Linked DNA regions of Callithrix jacchus: region 1 is linked to region 2. A link is a contact called in public Hi-C data. All regions are on one chromosome and are shown on one strand. Each heading gives the region's core, a stretch centred on a gene start, on an enhancer-like site or on the middle of the called end of the contact. The rest is flanking DNA. Distances are from core to core; before and after follow the strand shown.

Region 1 (2,700 bases), core at 146-2,645, 56 kb after region 2:
TGCTCCCTAGCATATTTGGTCAATGGGTCTTTTTTCTTTTCCTTTTTTTTTTTTTCTTTTGTATTTTCAGTACAGACAAGGTTTCACCACGTTGGCCAGGCTGGCCTTAAACTCCTGACCTCATGATCCACCCACCTTAGCCTCCCAAAGTGCTGGGATTACAGGTGTGAGCCACGGCACCCAGGCTTTTCTTTTTCTTTTATTTTTTTATTTTTGAGACAGAGTCTCACTCTGTTGCCCAGGCTGGAATGCAGTGGCAGGATCTCGGCTCACTGCAACCTGAGCCTCTCAGGTTCAAGCGATTCTTTTACCTCAGGCTCCTGAATGGCTGGGATTACAGGTGCGTACCACCCCCCACACACCAGGTAATTTTATTTATTTATTTAGAGACAGAATCTTGCTCTGTCCCCTAGGCTGAAGTGCAATGGTGCGATCTCAGATCACTATAATCTCCGCCTCCCAGGTTTGAGAGATTCTCTTGCCTCAGCCTCCTGAGTGGCTGGAATTACTGTAGCTGCCACCACATCCGGCTAATTTTTGTATTTTTAGTAGAGATGGGGTTTCTCCATCTTGGCCAGGCTGGTCTCGAATACCTGACCTCAAGTGATCCGCCCACCTTGGCCTCTCAAGAAGCTGGGATTACAGGCGAGAGCCCCTGGGCCCGGCTGTCAGTGTGTCTTGAGGTCTATCCCTAATCCCAGATCGCACGAGTTTTCCCCCTTGCAGACAGAGAAAGGAGCCTTGGAAAGGAGCCCACCTGGCCTCAAAGATCAAGCCTGTTGCTGGGCATGGCCAGGTAAGGAAACTCCACCAGTGGAAAGGACATTCCAGGGAGGTGGTGCTGAGATAGGGGAGCAGAAAGAAACAGGTTTGGGGGCCGGTGGCTCTGGAATGAAGCGCTACACTCAAGGCTATGAATAGTTACTGAACGCACACACACACATATCCATTCTCACAGCCCAGGTGCTGCGTCTTAAAGTGTGTGTGTGTGTGTGTGTGTGTGTGCGCGCGCGCACGGACGAGCGCACGCAGGTTTCTAGCTCAGTTTCTTTCTCTGACTTGTCCTTATCTCTGGTCTCTCCAACTCTCTGTGTCTCGCACTCTCTGTGCCTTTCCATCTCTCGAATATGTGTGTGTTTCCATCTGTTTCAATCTCTCTCTGCCTCTTTCCATTCTACTCCTCTGCACATCAATCTAAGCCTGTCCATCTTTTTGTCTGCCTCTCTGGGTCTCTGTTCTTCTCTGTCTCTCTGTCTCAGTCTCTCTGTATCCAGGGATTCTCGTTCCCAGCAGCTCCAGGGCGAATCTATGGGAGGTGGGGCCGGGGCGCGCCTTTGAGAGAAGGGGCGGGTGCCTACGCCTTTAAGCGCGGGTGCGCGCGGAGCCTGCTCCTTTAAGCGCGGGTGCGCGCGCGGCCCTGGGTTCCCGGCGAGGAGGCCGCGGGAGCGCCCGGACCCGGCCCGCCAGCCCGGCCCCCGCCCCGGCCCCGGCGGGGGAGGGGTCTCTGAGCGCGGCCCCTCCCCCCTGCGGCCCCGCCTGTGCTGCGGTGCCCCCATCCCGCGTGTCCCTGTCTGTCTGTCCGTCCCTCCGCGCCCAGGCCTCGCCCCACCCGGCCCTGGGGCTGCCCGGTCGCCCCCATCCCCACCGCAGCCGGTATCCTCCCTCCCAGCCAGCCTCCGCCGCAGCCCGGGAAGCCGGCCGGGACGCCGCCACCCCAGACCCGGCTCTCTAACCTCCACCTCGGGGGCCTGCACCCCGAGACTGAACCGGGAGATCCGGAAACGCGAGCCTGGAACCCTGATCTGGGACCAGCACCCCGAGATCCAGCCGTGGAACCCCAAGACCTGGAGCCTGAACCCCAACATATGGGGCTGGAATCTCAAAATCGATTACTGGGACCCCAAGATTTGGAGCCGGAACCCTACAATTTGGAACACCGACCCCAATATTTGGAGCAGAACCCCAAGATTTGACATCTAAAACCTCAAGCCTAGAGCTGAACTCTGAATTCTGCGCCTGGGACCTTGAAATCTGGGACTGGATTTCCAATACTGTACCCTGGAACCCACTCTTGGGGACCTAAACCCTGGGATTCAGGCCTCAAATTCCAAGATCTGGACCGTGGGATTCCAAGGGGCCTGAATCCAAGTTGGGGCCCAAAGTCCTTACTGCAGACCTAAATGCCGAAATCTGGGGCTTGAGACCTCCCAATCTTGACTCAGCACCCCCATATCTGAATGCAGAACTCCGGGATCAGATCTCAGGCCCTAAACCCCACGTTTGGCTGCTTAGCATCCCAGCACTGGAGCTGGGAGACCCTGACCCTGAACAACCCAAACTGGACCCTAGAGGCCCAATATTTAGGGGTCTGGAACCCCAAGTATTAATCTCTGGAGACTCCGTTGCCACAGATTTCAGCCGAGTCAGGACACAGTCCCTCTACAGAAGCTTTGGGGACAGGAAAGGCATGACTAGATGCTCCCTCCAGAGCCCTGACCTCTGACTCCCTGGAGCTAGAACTCTGCTCTCTGGGGCGACTTCCAGCTCAGGTAAGGCTGCTGAAACCTCAAGGTGAGGAGGGGTTGGGAGGAGCATTGTGGCTGCGGGTCACCGTACCAGGTACCCTTTGGCACTCTTGGGGTTTCTCCAGAAAAAAAGACATTCTCCCATGGCCCCACCTTCAGCTCCTGCTCTGCCCTA
Region 2 (2,700 bases), core at 62-2,561:
CCACCTTTCTGCATGTCCCCCTCAGAGGAACTCCTCCACTCTGAACACCTGGGTCCCAGTGAATTGGAAGCCCCTGCCCCTGGGGGCAGCAGTGAGGACAAGGGTGGGCTGCAGCCTCCAGATTCCAAGGATGGTGAGTGAGCCTTCACATAGATGCCCGCAGACATTGGGGAACAGGCCCCCAGCCTAATTTCTAATCCCCTACAGTCTGAGGGTGTCTTCACCATCACAGTGACTGGGAGAGGATGGGGAGGAACATCTATGGTTGTAGGGCCCCTGTAGGATTCCCAATCCTTCTTTTTGGTCCTGGGAGGATATTTCTCCACCTTTCTTTGCTGATACCTTTCTCTCTTCACTGTTCCACTGCCTTGCTTCCTCTGGCTGCCAGCAGACACCCCCATGACCCTTCCAAAAGGTGAGAGTCTCAGAGTTGACCCCAGCCTCCAAATCCCACTGAATCCCTGAACCCAGAATGGAACAGGATCCATCCACTGGGAATCCCACACCCCCTGGGGTAGAGTCCAGTGTACTTTCCAACACCCTCTCACTATAAACATAGTGAGATACTGTATCTACAAATAATTTAAAAGTTACCTGGGTGTGGTGGGGCATGTCTGTAGTCCCAGCTGCTCAGGAGGCTGACTTAGAAGGATCACTGGAGCCCAGGCAGTTGAGGCTCCAGTGAGCTGAGCTTGCGCCACTGCACTCCAGCCTGGGTGGCAGAGTGAGACTCTGTCTCAAAAAAGAAAAAAAAAAAGAATGAGATCAGACTGTGGGGGGTAGGGTCCACAGAACAAGATGCTGCATCCCCTGGGAAAGAGAATATGTCCCCGCTGGAACAGTATGAGCGAAAGGTAAGTTAGTCAGACCTGTGGGCTCCCAAAGGGGAAGATTGGGGTGTATGCGGCTGGGTCCGAGGGAGGAGATGCTGGGGGCTTGGGTTCCTTGTCCTGAGGGAAGAGGGAGCTGAGGACATGCACTTTGAGATGCTAGAAAATGAGAAGGATAGAGGATGCCCTCTTGGGCCCCTGGGGAGGAGGAGGCAGAGGCCAGACTTCTGGGTCCTTGACACCTCCTGCTCCCCAGGTGAATGCGTCTGTTCCAAGGGGTTTCCCTTTCCACTCATCGGAGATTCAGAGGGATGAGCTGGTAAGAGGAGGGACAGCCGGGTACCTAAGGGAAGAGGGCAGAGGTCGGTGGCCAGGCTGTGACTCCCAAAGCCACACAGAACCCTCAAAGATGCCCTCTGTCCCATCTCCCCTCCCTGCAGGCACCAGCTGGGACAGGCGTGTCCCGTGAGGCTGTGTCGGGTCTGCTGATCATGGGAGCCGGCGGAGGCTCCCTCATCGTCCTCTCCATGCTGCTCTTGCGAAGGAAGAAGCCCTACGGGACTATCAGCCATGGTGTGGTAGAGGTGAGAACCACAAGGACTGCGTGTGGGAAGAGTTCCTGAACCTGAGCGTGGGCAAGCTGAGAGACCTGCAGGCAGTCCTGCACCACACTGTCCTGTCCCTCCCCTCCCTGCCTGTTGCAGGTGGACCCCATGCTGACCCTGGAGGAGCAGCAGCTCCGTGAACTGCAGCGACACGGCTATGAGAACCCCACCTACCGCTTCCTGGAGGAACGACCCTGACCGGAACCCCTTCACCCCTTCAGCCAAGCCCAGACCTCCCCTCTTCCTGGATCCCCAGAACCCCAACTCCCAGCCTAGGGCAGCAGGGAGTCTTGAAGCGATCATTTCACACCCTTTTGTGAGAGGGCTGGAAATTCTTATTTCCGCTTTTCAATTCCAAATTCCATCCCTAAGAAATTCCCCAATAGTCCCAGCAGCCTCCCACATGGCACCTCCTCACCTTAATTTATTTTTTAAGTTCATTTATGGCTCCTTAAGGTGATGGCCACCTTGGTCCTAGTGTCTGTTCCCTGGAATTCACCCTCTCATGTTTCCCTACTAACACCCCCAATAAAGTCCTCTTCCCTACCAGACCAGCCTGAGTCTCTGTGGGAGAATTAGTGTGTAATCGCAGCTGGACGGGGTGTCTCGCCCTCCAGGCCGCTTTGGCCTCTTTAAACGGGATGACAGAGCTTTAAATCTGGGCAGGGCCTGCAGGAAGGTCTGGGGTGCCGGGGGCGGGGCCCAGACACCCGGGATAGGCCCCTGTCCGGGAGCTCTCCGCGGTGCTGAACTTGCCACTCCTTTTAATTCTCTGTCTGCTGGGTACCAGAATGGACCCTAAGGAGGCTGGGTTCCGGTGAGTTTCCCCTGCCATCTGCTCAGCCTCACACAATCACACGCAGCACCCACCCCAATCTTCGAGAGCTCTGTGAGAAACTATGAATCGTGAATCACCCTTCCCATTCCCCAAAGTCTTCATTTCTTCTTGGGGAGTCTATAGGAACCCTCCTGGAGTGTGGAGATTCCAATCACATGTCCCAGAAAGGGATATATTATGTCTGCACGTGCCTACTGAAATTAGTTTTATTTTCTCCTCCTACTGCTTGTATAAATAATGCAGAAGAGACGATTTTTTTTTCTTTCTTTTCTTTCCTCACTTTTTTTTTTTTTTTTTTTTTTTTTAAACAAAGTCTCACTTTGTTGCCCAGGCTGGAGTGCAGTGGTGTAGTCTCAGCTCACTACAACCTCCACCTCCCGGATTCAAGTGATTCTCGTGACCTTAGCCTCCGAGTAGCTAGGATTAC

Evidence for each region. Hi-C and Micro-C count contacts between places; a contact is called where the count stands out from the background.
Region 1: a contact with region 2 is called in a Hi-C map of induced pluripotent stem cells, with 2.0 times the contacts expected there. The contact joins the promoter of LRFN3 here to the enhancer-like site in region 2. A contact is called at or near these places in 3 of 3 Hi-C or Micro-C datasets (induced pluripotent stem cells and skeletal muscle).

What each region holds. Positions count from the first base shown.
Region 1 is chr22:32,117,343-32,120,042 of calJac240_pri, forward strand. LRFN3 (leucine rich repeat and fibronectin type III domain containing 3) reads left to right here and starts at 1,396. Exons shown (of 3, transcript XM_002762031.6): 1 at 1,396-2,549.
Region 2 is chr22:32,061,165-32,063,864 of calJac240_pri, forward strand. It overlaps APLP1 (amyloid beta precursor like protein 1), which reads left to right. Exons shown (of 17, transcript XM_008987770.3): 12 at 26-133; 13 at 392-415; 14 at 784-854; 15 at 1,087-1,149; 16 at 1,271-1,414; 17 at 1,535-1,984. The coding sequence ends at 1,633. Among named protein-coding and RNA genes, the nearest start is that of APLP1, 11 kb to the left of the region's middle. Within about 2 kb of position 1,312, at least 3 of the 16 cell types and tissues checked have an H3K27ac peak or open chromatin away from gene starts, as enhancers often do.